Linked DNA regions of Mus musculus: region 2 is linked to region 1. The links are chromatin contacts, called in public Hi-C maps. All regions are on one chromosome and are shown on one strand. Each heading gives the region's core, a stretch centred on a gene start, on an enhancer-like site or on the middle of the called end of the contact. The rest is flanking DNA. Distances are from core to core; before and after follow the strand shown. Region 1 holds the start of Tac4 (tachykinin 4). Region 2 has its middle 24 kb from the start of Phb.

Region 1 (6,874 bases), core at 2,624-5,123:
CATCAGGGAATGCCCCATGACTTTCCTTAATCTGGGCTTTCCCAGGGAATGTAGATGGATGTTGTCGTTTAATTATATTATTAACAGCAATAATTGCTGCCATTTATTATATGCTGACAGCGAGCTAAACAAACGCTGCACAAAAATTCTCGTGTTATCTTCTTACTCCCTACAAGTGTGCTCTCTCTCGAGCGTGCTCTCTCTCTCTCTCTCCCCCCCTCTCTGTCTCTGTCTCTGTCTCTCCTACAGCAAGGGAAGTTTAGTGATGGGGCCATAATTTGAACCTCCACACTCTGCAGACACAGTGGAGACAAAACACCCATACACGTAAAATAAAAGGTTAATAGAACAAAACAAAACAAACGAACGCCAAAACCCAAACAACAGTAACAATAACACCAAATCCTGATTTGCTAGCAGTAGATATGGCAACACTTTCAGGAAATTTAATCTGGACCCTGCCAGAGATATGGGAAACCAGGGCTAGAGGCCAACAGCCTAACAGGCTAAAGATGCCAAGAACATGAGAGATTTGGGTTCAGTAGTGGAAATGTGGGTAAATATCTGTCCACCCCAACTCTGACTGTAAGGACCAGTGAGGATAGAGATGGAGCCTTTTGCCCAGTGTGCCTGCTCTTCTGTAGATGCCCTGCTATGTCAAAGTAGACGTTCAATAAATTCATGGCCAATGAGGGGGAACAGTAAGGTGAGAGAAAGAGGGGGGAAGGGGAGAGGGAGGATGGGGGAAGGAAAGGGGAGAGAATGAATGAATATATATGTCCAAGCTATTGCAATGGAGGGGTCCAAGCACGGGGTTTTTATTTGTTGCTCCAGGTCTGGGCTCTCGGGTGACCTGAGCCACTTTACTCCCCCGCCACTGGAAGGAACCTACTGTTCTTCTATGCAAAGAACAGAACATCATCAGAACCCTGCACCCCGGTCCCAACTCGCGGGCACGCGGCGCTCTGGGAGGGGCGATGAGTCGGTCAAAAGCTTCCACGTGGGGGCGCTGGTAGGACGGAAGCAGGGTCCAGCGGCGTCCCTAGATCAGTCCTTAACATCTGGCCTTCTTCCGCAAGTGTCTCCACGGGGCAGCCAAGACCTCTCACCCGAGCCCCTCCCAGCCCCGTCATCGCTTCCCCCCTCCTCCCCCCATTCCGTTTCCTTGATCTAGGAGGTGAACGAAACAAGAGCCGAATGCAGACCCAGGTTCGAATCCCGACTCTGCCACCCGTGGCGCCTGGCCTCCGGGAGCCGGCCTCTAAAGGGCCCACGACCCCCTCCTCTGGCCGAGTGGGTGCGCGGAAGCGTCGGCTTCCTGCCCGCAGCTCGCCCGCGGCATCTAGTGTTTCCCTTTTCTCCCTCGGCTTTTTCTTTTTTCATCCCTGTCCGCTTGCATCTTTTTCTTCTCGGCTCCGCAATCCTGGCCAAACCGCAGCCTTTAGCAATCCTTCGCGCCCACCCGGCGCCCAGGGAGCCTCTCCGCTGCCGCGACCCGCCCCGCGGCCAGAGCGCCGCCCGGGACCCGGGCCGCCCACGTGCAGTTGTTCCGGAGCTCAATCTGCCCTCCTGAGTCGGTGAGGGTTGCTGCCGGCCTCAGCCGATAGAGGGCGCTGCCCCGGTTCGGCCAGTCGGGGGCACTGCTCGGCTCGACCGCTGGAGGGCGCTGCTCGCCCGATCGTGCCCGACTGCGCTAGTACCGAAGTCCCATCCTGCCGGGGCCCCGCCTACCCCCGGGTCCGACCTCAACCGGAATCTGCCACCCACCCTGCGTTTCCCTTACCCTACGAGGACAGAGCGGTCTGTCCTCCGGTGGCCTTGTCATCCATCTGGCTTCGGCGTCCCAGTCCACCCGCCTCAACATTGCAGCGAAGGGGACTCGCCGGCTAGGGCCTCGCCCGCCCGGGTGGCCGAGGGCACCGGGCGGGGCTGCGATCCCGGTCGTCCGGCCTTCCAGCCTCAGCCTGACCGCAAACCGAGGGCGATGCTGCAAATAGCCGCGGTTTCCAGCTGGTGCCCCGCCTCCCTCTTGGTCTTCCGGACCTTTGGGGTTTTCTCTCTCTTCTTCCCTCCACCCTCTCATCTGCCCAGTGCCTCCCCGCTGTGTCCACACAGTGCGCCCACCACATCCTGACCCATGCACTGTGGTTCCTTCACCGGCGAGGTGGAGAACCTCGAGACCAATGCCGAGGCTCGGGCGTCTGCTGTGCCTGTGAACGATTTACGCAGTCATTCATGAACTGCTTGCACCGTAGCAAGTTTGCAGACAGGGAAACTGAGGCTCAGAAACTCCTCACAGGGGCTGGAGAGATGGCTCAGCAGTTAGGAACACCATCTGCTCTTCCAGAGGTCCTGAGTTCAATTCCCAGGAACCACACGGTGGCTCACAACCATCTGTAATGGGATTCGATGCCCTCTTCTGGTGTGTCTGAAGACAGAGTACCCACATACTTGAGAGAGAGGAGAGAGAGAGAGAGGAAGTCTGGGGGCTTCTCTGGGTTCCTCTCCTTTTCTCAAACTTCCTCAAACACATCTCTTTAAAGTCAGGTGCCATCAAGAAAAATATACACCAGGGTGGGTGTAATTCAAGAGAGTCAGGGCAGAGTGTGGAGGTCCAAATTATGGCCCCATCACTAAACTTCCCTCCTGTAGCGGAGAGAGGAGAGAGGAGGAGAGACTCCTCACAGACTAAAGTTAATCTATCTGTGCCTATGGTGGGAAGGCTACCTCCTATTCCAGAGCCCATGCTGGGATCCTCAGGCTAGCCTATAGCGAGTCTGACCTGCCTGTTTGCACATCTGTAAAAGATGTTCAGCCTGGCCTGAACCAGGGAATCTGCATTTTAGCATGTCCTAGTATTCTGAAACAACCCCTATTGCAGCGCACCACAGGTTTCTGGCGTTGAGGTTAGACACAGTGTCTTCTTCATCTTCCCATCCAGTCCCAATAATAGTAATAATAACAATAGTTAGCCAGACAAGCATGGGGACACTAGCCTAGCACTTGGGAGACAGGTAAATCTCTGAGTTCCAGGCCAGCCTTGTCTACAAAGCAAGTTCCTGGACAGCCATGACTACACAGAGAAACTCTTATCTCAAGAAAAAAAATAACATTAACAATAGTTAATGGACATTAAATATAGACATCCCACTCTGTGCTGAATGTCCCATGTGCACTATCTTATTTGTCCCCAGCCTTTGGTCCTAGGGCATAGAGGGGTTAAGTAATAGCCAGAGGATCACATAGCTATTCAACGATGATGCTACAGTTGACAGGATGGATGAACGGATGGCCAGGCCGAGAGGGAGGAGCTGAACAGAGAATGAGTTTGTAGTTTGTAGAAGAGTGTGATATGGAAGCACACAGGCTACAAGCAGAAGGGACAAGTGTGGTTCCGTGTTAGAAGGCCACGGAAAAAGTGGAAAATCACTGTGGGTCAGTAGCTGACATTGGGGTTCGGAAGCCATTTTTCTGGCAAATCTCATTTTCCACTTGTAAGAAGCCTCGTTTTTGTTTTTTTTTTAGGGCTGGCACTTTCCAGGGCAGGCAGTGTGTTCTCAGCACTGATGGAGAGAGAGGATGGGAAGAGTACAGAGAAAGAAGAGATGGGGTGGGAGTGGCCGATCAGCAGTGACAGACAGGAAGTGCAGGAAGGAAGCACCATACCGCCCTCTCTCTTCCCATGGGGGTTGTCATCCCTGGCAAGCTGTAACCTCCAGGTCCCACATACTGTGCCATTGTGCACCTGTCACAGGAGGGAACTCTGCCAAAGGGAAGGCTGGTATTGCATCAGTGTTAAGCCTTGGGATCAAATGTTGGGGTGGCAATGGGGAGGTCTAGGCTCCTGATGTCACTGGCTCTATCAGCCAAGGAGAGAGGCTGTCCCATGAAGCAGTGCAAAGGTGGGGTGAGGCATAGGAAGGAAGCAGAGAGTCTAGGACACATCTCAGCCACATACAAGTGGCCCCGTGGGGACCGGAGCCTGCTGGAGGAGGTGGCATCAGGCTGAGTGGGGCTCCCTGGACAGAGAGGCACCTGCTCACCATGTTGCCTCTCCTTGCCCTGCTTCTCCTGATCGGGCCATCAGTGTGCACTACAGCAGGAGACAGAGAGGAACTGGCTTTTGGTGCAGAGGCAGAGTCCTGGGTGACCGTGAACCTGAAGGTACCTTTCTGAGATGGTGACCCATGATGGAAGGCTGGGAGATTCCTTCTAAGGCAGCCAGGATAGCAGAGTGCATTCTCCTAAGCACTTTAATGGCAAGACAGACTGGCCAACTCTGCTGGATGGGGAGGGTCAAGCCTTGATCTGTCCAACTACCAGGGGAGCGTTTGGCTTATACACGTGAGAGCAACAATGTGTGCTGTATAGATGGAAACATTTAGTTAGCACCTACTGTGTTCCTGGTACTGTCCTAACTGCCTTATGAAAAGTAGCCTATTTCAACCTCATGGGGAAAATGTCATTGCTATCCCATTTCACAGATAAGAAAACCGAGGTACAGAGAGGTCACAGAGCTTCTTTAAAGTGAATTGCCTCAAAAGCACAGCTTCTACTTTAGCTAGGTTCTGGTTCTATGTATATTTGAATTGGAGATTGTTTTCCAGAATTTCTTTTCAAGTGACCAACTGGAACAGGATTGCTATTTTGCCTCATACAAGGAACTAACTGCCTTTGCCTCCTGACAAACACTGGTGTTTGACAATGGTAGCGTCTACCACCCTCCTGCATACTGTTACTGGGAAGAAACAGTTTTTAAGGAATTATTTATTTTATGTATATGAATACACTGTTGCTGTCTTCAGACACACCAGAAGATCCCATTATAGGTGGTTGTGAGCTACTATGTGATTGCTGGAAATTGAACTCAGGACCTCTGGAAGAGCAGTCAGTGCTCTTAACCACTAAGCCATGTTACCAGCCTGGAAGAAATCTTAAAGTTGGAGCCCCAACCCTACTCTGAGATCCAGTATCCCTGACCTGCGTGAAGACCCTGACCTTGGAGCTCCCAGTACCTCCTCGGGGAACCACTGGTAGTCAGGGAAGATTGAACTGGAGGGTAACAGGAACCTGTGTCCCCACAGTCCCAGGATGGAAAGGACACTGCTCAGTTTGGTGTATGGTGCTTAGCCATGTGAGGTCCCTGGAAGTTCTTAGAATTGAGAGGTTAGGGATGCAGCTCAGTTGGTGAAGGGCTTGTGTAGCATACATGAAGCCCCGGATCCAATCCCCACCACCACACAAAACTGCATGGTGGTGCATTCCCAGCACCCAGGAAGTAGAGGCAGGAAGATCAGAAGTTTCGGGACCATTCTTAGCTATACAGAGAGTTCAAAGCCAGTCTAGGGAGGGGAGGAGCAGTAAAACTGGAACCCTAGAGAGAACCACTCACAGACAGCCCTGCTGAGGGTGGGGAGGGCCCTCTCTAGCTTGACTGGGAAAATGTGGGCACTGGGAGACGTGGGTTTAAGTCTGCTACTCGACTTGACCTCAGCTTTCTTTTTTCTTTCTTTCTTTCGAGACAGGGTTTCTCTGTGTAGCCCTGGCTGTCCTGGAACTCACTCTGTAGACCAGGCTGGCCTCAAACTCAGAAATCCGCCTGCCTCTGCCTCCCGAGTGCTGGGATTAAAGGCGTGCGCCACCACGCCCAGTGACCTCAGATTTCTTGCCTGCAAGATGGAGAGAGAGGGAAAATGAGCCCTAGCTCATTCTCACATTTATATATATATATATAATTGGTTTGGAGTCAGTGACAGACATACAATGTGTGAAAAGTCCAGCTGGATGACCGAGAGCACTGGGCGTGGCCACGTGGAAGTGCCATCAACCTCGAATGCGCTGTCACCTGGTTTTCCCTGAAGTCAGTTAGCTCACCCTGCAGGAGTGAATCTCAGTCTTGTCTCTTCCTCTCTCCTTTAGTGTCCCTCTGTCTTCTAGGAGAGTAGAGGCTAGGCTAGAAAACCAGAAGTACAGACAGACTCTGCGGGTTGCTAATTGTCACTACAAATGGGACATTCTGATGGCTCCCAGGGTGCCCTGCCTGCAGCTCCCCCACCCCCCACCCGCCCTGGGGTAAACTAGAATGGTCCTCCTAATGCCTCCCCTCCCCCAGCAGAAACCTAGTGAACAGAAGGGTCTGCTTTATTTCATTCGTAAAAGACCACTCTTTCCAGCATGCACTTTGTTAAGGCAAAGTGGTTTTCATGAGCGGTTCGAAGATGGGCCTAAATCTCCAAAGAGACTTTTCTCTGGTTTCTGGCTAGGCTGGGCGACTCCAGCTGGCGACAGCTGCCCCAGCCACTGACGTCTTAGGGAGGAGACAGATTGGGAGACTGAATTAGGCCAAGAATTAGAAAACAGACTCTCCCTATCATGAAAACAGGGTGCGATCAACCCCAGACAGCAGACGGGCCTTCCATGACATACAGCTGGATCCCTGGAATGCTGAGATCCTGCCCAGGCCCTAAGGAGAGTCCCCGATCTGTCCCCAGTTCTCAGACTCACTCGAGGCTGTGGCCTATCTTCCTTCAGCCTTGTTGGAAATGGTGGTTCCTGCCAGTCTCAGTTCAGAGATGATCCCTCAGAGACTTAAGGCCAAAGAAGGAGAAGGCTTTGGCCAAAGTTGCAGAGCGGGTGGGGGGAGGGAGACGGGATCTACAGCTGTTGGGGAAGGGTAATGCTAATTGGGCTAAGCTAGAGGATTAAAATGGCTTTTCCAAGGACAATAGCTCCTCCCAGGATGCCCAGCTCTGGGGAGGCTAAATCTGGGAGGCTGGGGGAAGAGAATAGAACAGCCCTTAGCTCTGGTACTTCCGACAACTAAGGGGCAGCCAGATTCTGTCCTTGTTGATATTTCTCAAGATGGAAAAGACCA
Region 2 (6,586 bases), core at 3,016-5,515, 380 kb after region 1:
CAGAGCTGGAGGCCAGGGGGCCGTGCTCTGCCCGGACCCTTCCTCCCTCCCTGCTCCCTAAGGAATGTGTCTTCAGAGCTTCGCCAGCTCAGCAGCTGGCTCTGGTTCACAGAGGGGCTGTGTCCTGACCCCGGGGCCCCTCTGAAGCTCCCATTGTCAGGCATGGTGTAAAGGCAAGCTGGGAACTGTTGTGGTAATTTCTTACCCCAACAAGCCCTATAAAAAGCACACAGAGGCAGGAAGGGCAGGGGCACACTGGGAGAATGAGACTGTGCGACACCTGTGCTCTTTTTTTTTAACTTTCATTCAGCTCTGAGCCTCTGTTGACCAGAAGGAGAGGTCTCCAGGGGTTGGGACAGTCCTAGGGACATCTTCTACATTTGCCTGCCTTGAACCAACCTTTTCCCCACAGCAGGGCAGGTGAACAAGAAAGAATTCAGAAAACAAAAGTCAAACAATAAAAAAAAAAAAAACCCAGATGACTAAAGTAATGAAGCTGATGGCATGGCCTCCAGGGGCCCCTGGATGATCCCAACTTGAGAAGAGCTTTGCCAGGGAGCACAGGGGAAGAACCCATTAACCAGGGGCCCGGCATGGTGTCCTAGACTTGGGGACTGTCATAGCCCACCAGAGATTGTCATTTCATGGGAGGCTTGATGGTCCGCTTAGGTTTACACAGAAGAGAGGGCTTGTGCTCCAAAGAGCATGCAACCGGGACATTGGGACACGTATGGAAAAGATTAAGGTAGAAGGCGCAACCTTTACCCCCAACACCTGCAAGGGAACTGTGGTCTCTAAAACACAGCTGAAAATACCCAAAACCTTCTCCCTTAGTGTGGTCTCCAACCCCTACTTCTTTGCATCTTTAGTCTTAGGCACACTTAAGGGCAAACGAGAGTCCAAAGCTCATCTGCCCAAACTGCTCCCGACTTTCCGCAGTTCTTCCTGAGGCCCCTCCTGGCATAGCGGGGGGTGGGGTAGGGTGTGTGTGGGGGGGACACTTGGTTCCCCACCCCCCACCATGGGGCACCAGGCCAGCACTGCTGGAGGAAATAAAGGCCTGAAAGGAAAACACAAGATGTCACTGATGGTTTTGATGAAAGCAGCAGGCCTTGCTTGTCTCACCACACACTGTGTTCTCCCCAAAAATCTTCCAGGAGCCCCCAACAGTGGGAAGTGCCTTGTCTGGACCAGTCTTAGAGCTGTCACTCACCCGCCTGGCTCTCTCAGCAAAGCTCTTCTCAAGTTGGGAACATCCTAGAGAGCAAGATAAGTATCTGAGCAGGCGAATACTGCAGCACACAAGCTCACAGCAATGGATCAGGGATCTGTCAATCCCATGCTGCAAGCCTGAAGTGACAGAGGAGGCCGCTCCATAACCAAGGGGTTGAGGATGCTTGCAGTCCAGCAGGGAGAATAAGACCCACCCTAGAGAGGCCTAGGGAAATGTGTGAGACACATTTGGGACCTCCTGGGGCGAGGCGGACGGCTTACCCTCCAGGGAGGCTCTGATACAGCTGCCAACTGTACTCCAGCATACTGGAGGGGATTTTACAGAATCCAGGCTAACTTTCTGGAGGAAGTAGTGTTGTTCTGGGATTAGAAGGATGGGTAGAGGGGTTTGGGGAAATGACTCAGAGGGTAAGAGTTCTTGCTGCATAAGCATGAGGATGTGAGTTCAAATCCAAGTCCCCACCTAAAAAGATAGGATGCTGGTGCCGACATCCATGTGTAAACCCAGCACTGAGGGAAGGTCGGGGACAAGAGGACCACTAGAGCTTTCTGGGTATGCAATGACAGCTGTGCCTATGATAAGAACCTGCATAGCTGAGTCTCAAAAAGTGGAGGGATAGATGAGATGTCTGCTTTGCCCCTAGCAGGATTAGTTAGCAAGGGAAGAGGTAGCCTTTTTAACTGTCTTATGAAGTCTTTACTCACAGCTTGATATAATCGTCCTGGGGTGGGGGCAGGGGCTGGGGGGCTGGGGGTGGGGTGCAGGGTGAGTACTGCCCTTCAACATCACAGGTTCTGGGGTGGAGGGAGACTTGCTTAACTTGCTCATCCCTCTTCTCAGCCCCCAACCAGAGGCATCACTGTCTCTATGCCCTGCGGTCCTGGCTCCTCCCCTCCGCAATCCTCATTTTCCCCAAGCAGAACAGATTGTGTGTGTCCCCCAACTCAACACCTTCCTAGCTCCCACTGCCTGAAGGAAGAGACTCCTTAGTCTGGCCCCCAAAGCTAGTCCTCTGTTCAGCAGCCCCTTCCCACCACCCACATTGACAGACCCTGGAGTAGCACTGCATAGTCACCTTTGGATCCCTGAGAGCCTCTATAAGGGGACTGCTTATTCCTGTCTAGAATGTCCCCTTTCCCTTTTCTGAGAGCTAAATCTTCTTTAGCTTTTAATACCTGAAGGACACCTCCTCCAGGGAGCCCTTCCAGATTTTCCTCCTCAGCAGGGGCTGTGGTTCAAGGTTGCCTTTTAATTTAAAATAAACAATTATTATTTGTATATGTGCACATGGCCTGAGTGGGGACATATGTGTGGAAGTCAGAGGACGACTTTTGTGGAGTTGGTTCTCTCACCTTTACGCAGGTTCAGGCAATCAAATTCAGGTTGCCAGCCTTGAGTGCCCATGCCTTGGCCCACTCTTGGCTAGAATTTTTTGGTAACTGGGTGTGGAATATCAATGAAAGCTGGGGGCCACAGTAGGCTGCTGCCAAGGACTCCTGGAGACCGCCCATCCTCAGGGCTGACATTGTTGCTGTAGATCACAGCACCCCTGGAAGAGAGAGCAGGGTGGGGTCACAGAAACCTCTACTGAGCCTGGCACAGATGGATGCCAGCAGCCCCGGATAGAGCCCAGGCACTGAGTTGGCATGGCTCTGCTGCCGGAGATGAGGGTGAGACAAACAGCAATTAGTGGAGCCCAGGCTTGGGCTCTTAAGGCTAATTACCAATTAGATGGGGCTGGGCGATTAGCAACATGAAAGAGACAGTCAGCAAATAGTCACTGCCTGGCAAAGCGGAAGGTGGGGGGGTGGCCAGCGGCTGGGTCTCCTAGTGGTTAGTACGGTTCAAGAACCAGCAAGGAGTCCTCAAGGGTAGATTCCTTGTCGTTTTGGTTCCCAGGATTAGCTTCAGACTGGAACTGGATGGCCTGGCTTGCTGATGGCTCTGGGGTGGTAGCAGTTCGTACTTTGCCACACTTGGCCAGGTGATCTCTGCAGGACAGAGCCTTTAGGAGCCTTCATGGCAGCCACCCAATCGCCCAATCGGATGCATTTGTGTCTGGAAGGGTGCCGGCAAGGCTGGAGGGATGGAGGGAGGGAGGGAGGGAGCGAGGGAAGGAGGGAGGCCAAGGCTGATGGCTTCCTTCCTCCCTGTTCCTGGCTCAGCACTTCTTCACTATTGCTCTCCCCCCTCCCCCACCCTCCATCCTCCCTCCTGCTATCTCCTCTCCTCTCACCCCCACATCTTTTGACTGCTGGCTTTGCTGGCTTTCCTGTCTCAGGCTCTTGCTCTGTGGGTCTCTCTGTCTCCTTTCTTGAATCCCATAGTCCCTGCTGTCACTTGGGGTGGGAAATAGGCTGCAACAGGAAGACCTGAGGCTAGACACAGATACAAAGATCATCTGATAGCAGGAGTGAGCCAACCCGGGGAAGGTGGGTGTAGGGACCGCCTCTCACTACCAGGCCATGTGTGGATGACCCCATAGAGGACTCCGCTGTAGGCTCCCGGCAGCAAGAACCAAATGAGTCCTGCTGGAGCATGGTCACAAGTCTACCCCTGGCACATCCCTCTTCTCACAAGTGTCTGGTAGAACCTTGACCAGACCTGGAGGGCCAAAAAGCTGAAGGGATCCCATCTTCTGAAATGGCTTCCTTTTCGACTTTTCCTAGGCTGGCCTGGCTGGCTGCAGGGGCTGAGGGTGATGGTCGGGGCATCGAGTCTCTGTGTGCGTGTGTGCGTGTGCGTGCATGTGTGTGTGAGAGAGACAGACAGAGACAGACACAGAGACACAGACAGAGACAGAGAGAAACTTATCTCAGCCACTGTCTATGTCTCTTTGTCCTCTGGGTCCACAGAGGACAAAAGGATGCTGCTGTCCTGAGGGGATACTCTGTGGAGTACAGAGGGGTGGGAGGAGGGGGGAAATTGGGGAAAGTTAGCAGAAGGCCCACCAGGGGAGGCCTGTTTGGAGGAGAAGGAGGCCTCAGACCAGAAGACAAGCTTAACAGTGGGCGTGGTCTAAAGCGCTCCTTGGCCGCATCTCCTTGTCTTGGCAGCTTTGACCATAAATGTGCTACACAGGAGATCAAAGCATGCTGGGCTCCTGCCCCAGTGTCAGTGGGGTTGCAGGGACTGCCCAGGGGGCCCCTAGGGACAGGTGTCACACCCCCAGCTTCCCCTCCAAGTGGCTGCGTTGGAGTCCTCCCAGATGGGGAGAGTGACCTGGCGTAGGGGAAGGAAAGAAGAGCATCTGCCGGTAGGAATGTGGAAGGAAAGGAAGGGCCATCTCCAGGGCTGGAGCGGGGAGTGCCGGGGCCCCTGTTGGGGCTTTTGGCTCTGTGTGCTTTGTACTGCCACCCCTACAGTGGGTACTTTCCTGGGCCAGAGCCCTGCCGTGGTTAGAAGACGATGACCAAGCCAGTGGTCTTCTGGCCTCTGAACTCACCCCTCAGCTATGCCCCCCAGACAATGGGGTTCTTTCTGCACAAGATGGGCACGAGAGGACCCGTCATGGACTTGTGACCTGAGGGACAGGCCTGCCCCAGGCCATGGTTAGGCTTGCTCACACTTGTGGTCACTAGCTGGCCTTAGGCCAGGGTGGACTAAGGAGAATGTGGGGCTCTCCTCACTCTCTGGCAAGCCAATGCCCGGGATTCCAGTTGGCATGAGATGGCCCTATCGGGCATAGCTGGAGCCTACAGGCACAGGCCAGGGCTGAGCTGTTTCTGACCCCGGCAGTAGGTGCCTAATGAACAGATACCCAGAGCAGGGCTGAGAGGATGGAGGAGAGAGAGGATGGGGAGACAGAGAGAGAGAGAGAGAGAGAGAGAGAGAGAGAGAGAGAGAGAGAGAGAGAGAGAAAGGTTACACCTGGACTGGGTTTGAGGAAGGAGTGCTCAGAGCACACCCTTACTGGTCCCTCAGGAAGAAGGTTCAGTCTGAAGAAAAGGTGCTTGCCAAACAGATGCCCAAAAATCTCAGAGGCAGAGAGGCAAAAGCGAAAGACAGAGGGGACGTTATTGAGGATAAAGGCTCAGAGAAAAAGCCCATTTCATCAAGAGACGATCAGAAGGCTTCCGAAGGGACTAGGGGCATTGGAGGGGGGATTGCTCTGGCAGGCACGGCTTGGATCTGGAAAGGGGCTTACCGGGGAGGGAATGTGCAGAAAAGAGCACAGAGAGGCCAATCTCAGCTGTAACCTTAGCACAGCACAGGGTGGGGGAGGCCCAGGTTTCTGTCTCGAGCTCAAAGCCCTGTCCTGCCCTCTTAGTTCTCTTGCAGCCCACACCCTTGGGCAGTGGAGAGATGGGTGGGGGGCAGGAAGCACGGTTCCAGCCGCCCCTCGCCCTCGGTGGCCGGACAGCTGTTGTGCGCAGCTGCTGGGGGCTCTGGGGGCTGCGGCGGATTTGATTTGATTCAGGCCCCAAAATAACTAGTGTAGCAGGAAGCGGCCCCTTCCCCCATCCCCTCCAGGACACTCCATCCGGGGGTTGGGGGGGCTGCGTTGACACCTTAGAGGTTCTACCCCATCTCCGCCTCGTCCCTGATCTCCCGAGCCCCGGTCCTTTCTTCCCCCGCTCAGCCTGCAGCGCTTCACCAACGGGTGCTGAGCTCCCTGCTGCCCTGCTCCACACCCCTTCCTCCAGGAAGCCCGCCGGGTCCAGGCCGCCAGAGCTGGCTCTGCCCACACACGATCCCAGCTCCGCCCGCAGCCCTGAGCATCGCAGCCGGGGCCTGTGGCCAGGCACGGGCGGGTTGCGGAGGGCACACAAAGACGCGGGCTGCCCCGGCCTTTGATGAGTAATGGCTATTCCCTGGAGCCACGATTCCACTCGGCTGCTTTGGCGCCCCCCTGCCCCTCCCCACTCCAGCTCCTCAAATAAGACTCGTTTTTGTTCGCAGGACACAATGCGAGAAAATGTCACCCAGGGGGCGTGCCCCCTGGCCCCTATCCCTGACAACCGGAGCTCTTAATCACTGGGCCTCCTTCCTCCCCAGCCTCCCTCCCCAGCAGCTGGGGGAGCTGAGGGAGCGGGCAGCAGTCAGGGTAGGGGTGGCCAGTTACCACCTTCTTGCTCTGAGCGCTCTTCCAGCTGTAGGTTCTCCCCACTCCCCAACACACACACACACACACACACACACACACACACACACACACACACACCATCTCCTGTACTCAACTGGTTCTTCTCTTGCCATCAAAACCTGCCAGGACCTCTATACAAGTGTTGCATCAGAAAACTGTAGGAAGCTTTGAAAAGTGCAGTACCAAGAGAAAAGGCGTCATCAAGAGTGGTAGTGCGTGAGGACCGATGTCTGTCCTTTCTACAGCCACTGTGTCCAAGCTGGCCT

The links. A called contact is a pair of places that touch in the nucleus more often than the background predicts.
Region 2: a Hi-C map of the N1E-115 cell line shows a contact between it and region 1, with 4 times the contacts expected there. The contact joins the enhancer-like site here to the promoter of Tac4 in region 1. A contact is called at or near these places in 8 of 39 promoter capture datasets (the 3T3-L1 cell line, embryonic stem cells, hippocampal neurons and 3 more), 1 of 15 datasets of contacts at CTCF or cohesin (embryonic stem cells), 9 of 484 Hi-C or Micro-C datasets (the HL-1 cell line, the N1E-115 cell line, embryonic stem cells and 3 more) and 5 of 115 datasets of contacts at active chromatin or transcription factors (astrocytes, bone marrow-derived macrophages, embryonic stem cells and 2 more).

What each region holds. Positions count from the first base shown.
Region 1 is chr11:95,257,656-95,264,529 of GRCm38.p6, forward strand. Tac4 (tachykinin 4) reads left to right here and starts at 3,874. Exons shown (of 4, transcript NM_053093.2): 1 at 3,874-4,164. The coding sequence starts at 4,045. Gm11515 (a long non-coding RNA gene) reads right to left here and starts at 2,308. Exons shown (of 3, transcript XR_388972.1): 1 at 1,784-2,308.
Region 2 is chr11:95,639,781-95,646,366 of GRCm38.p6, forward strand. No RefSeq gene overlaps it. Among named protein-coding and RNA genes, the nearest start is that of Phb, 24 kb to the right of the region's middle. Within about 2 kb of position 4,266, at least 45 of the 459 cell types and tissues checked have an H3K27ac peak or open chromatin away from gene starts, as enhancers often do. A contact at or near this core is called in the HL-1 cell line, the N1E-115 cell line, nephron progenitors and 1 more, where this site is marked.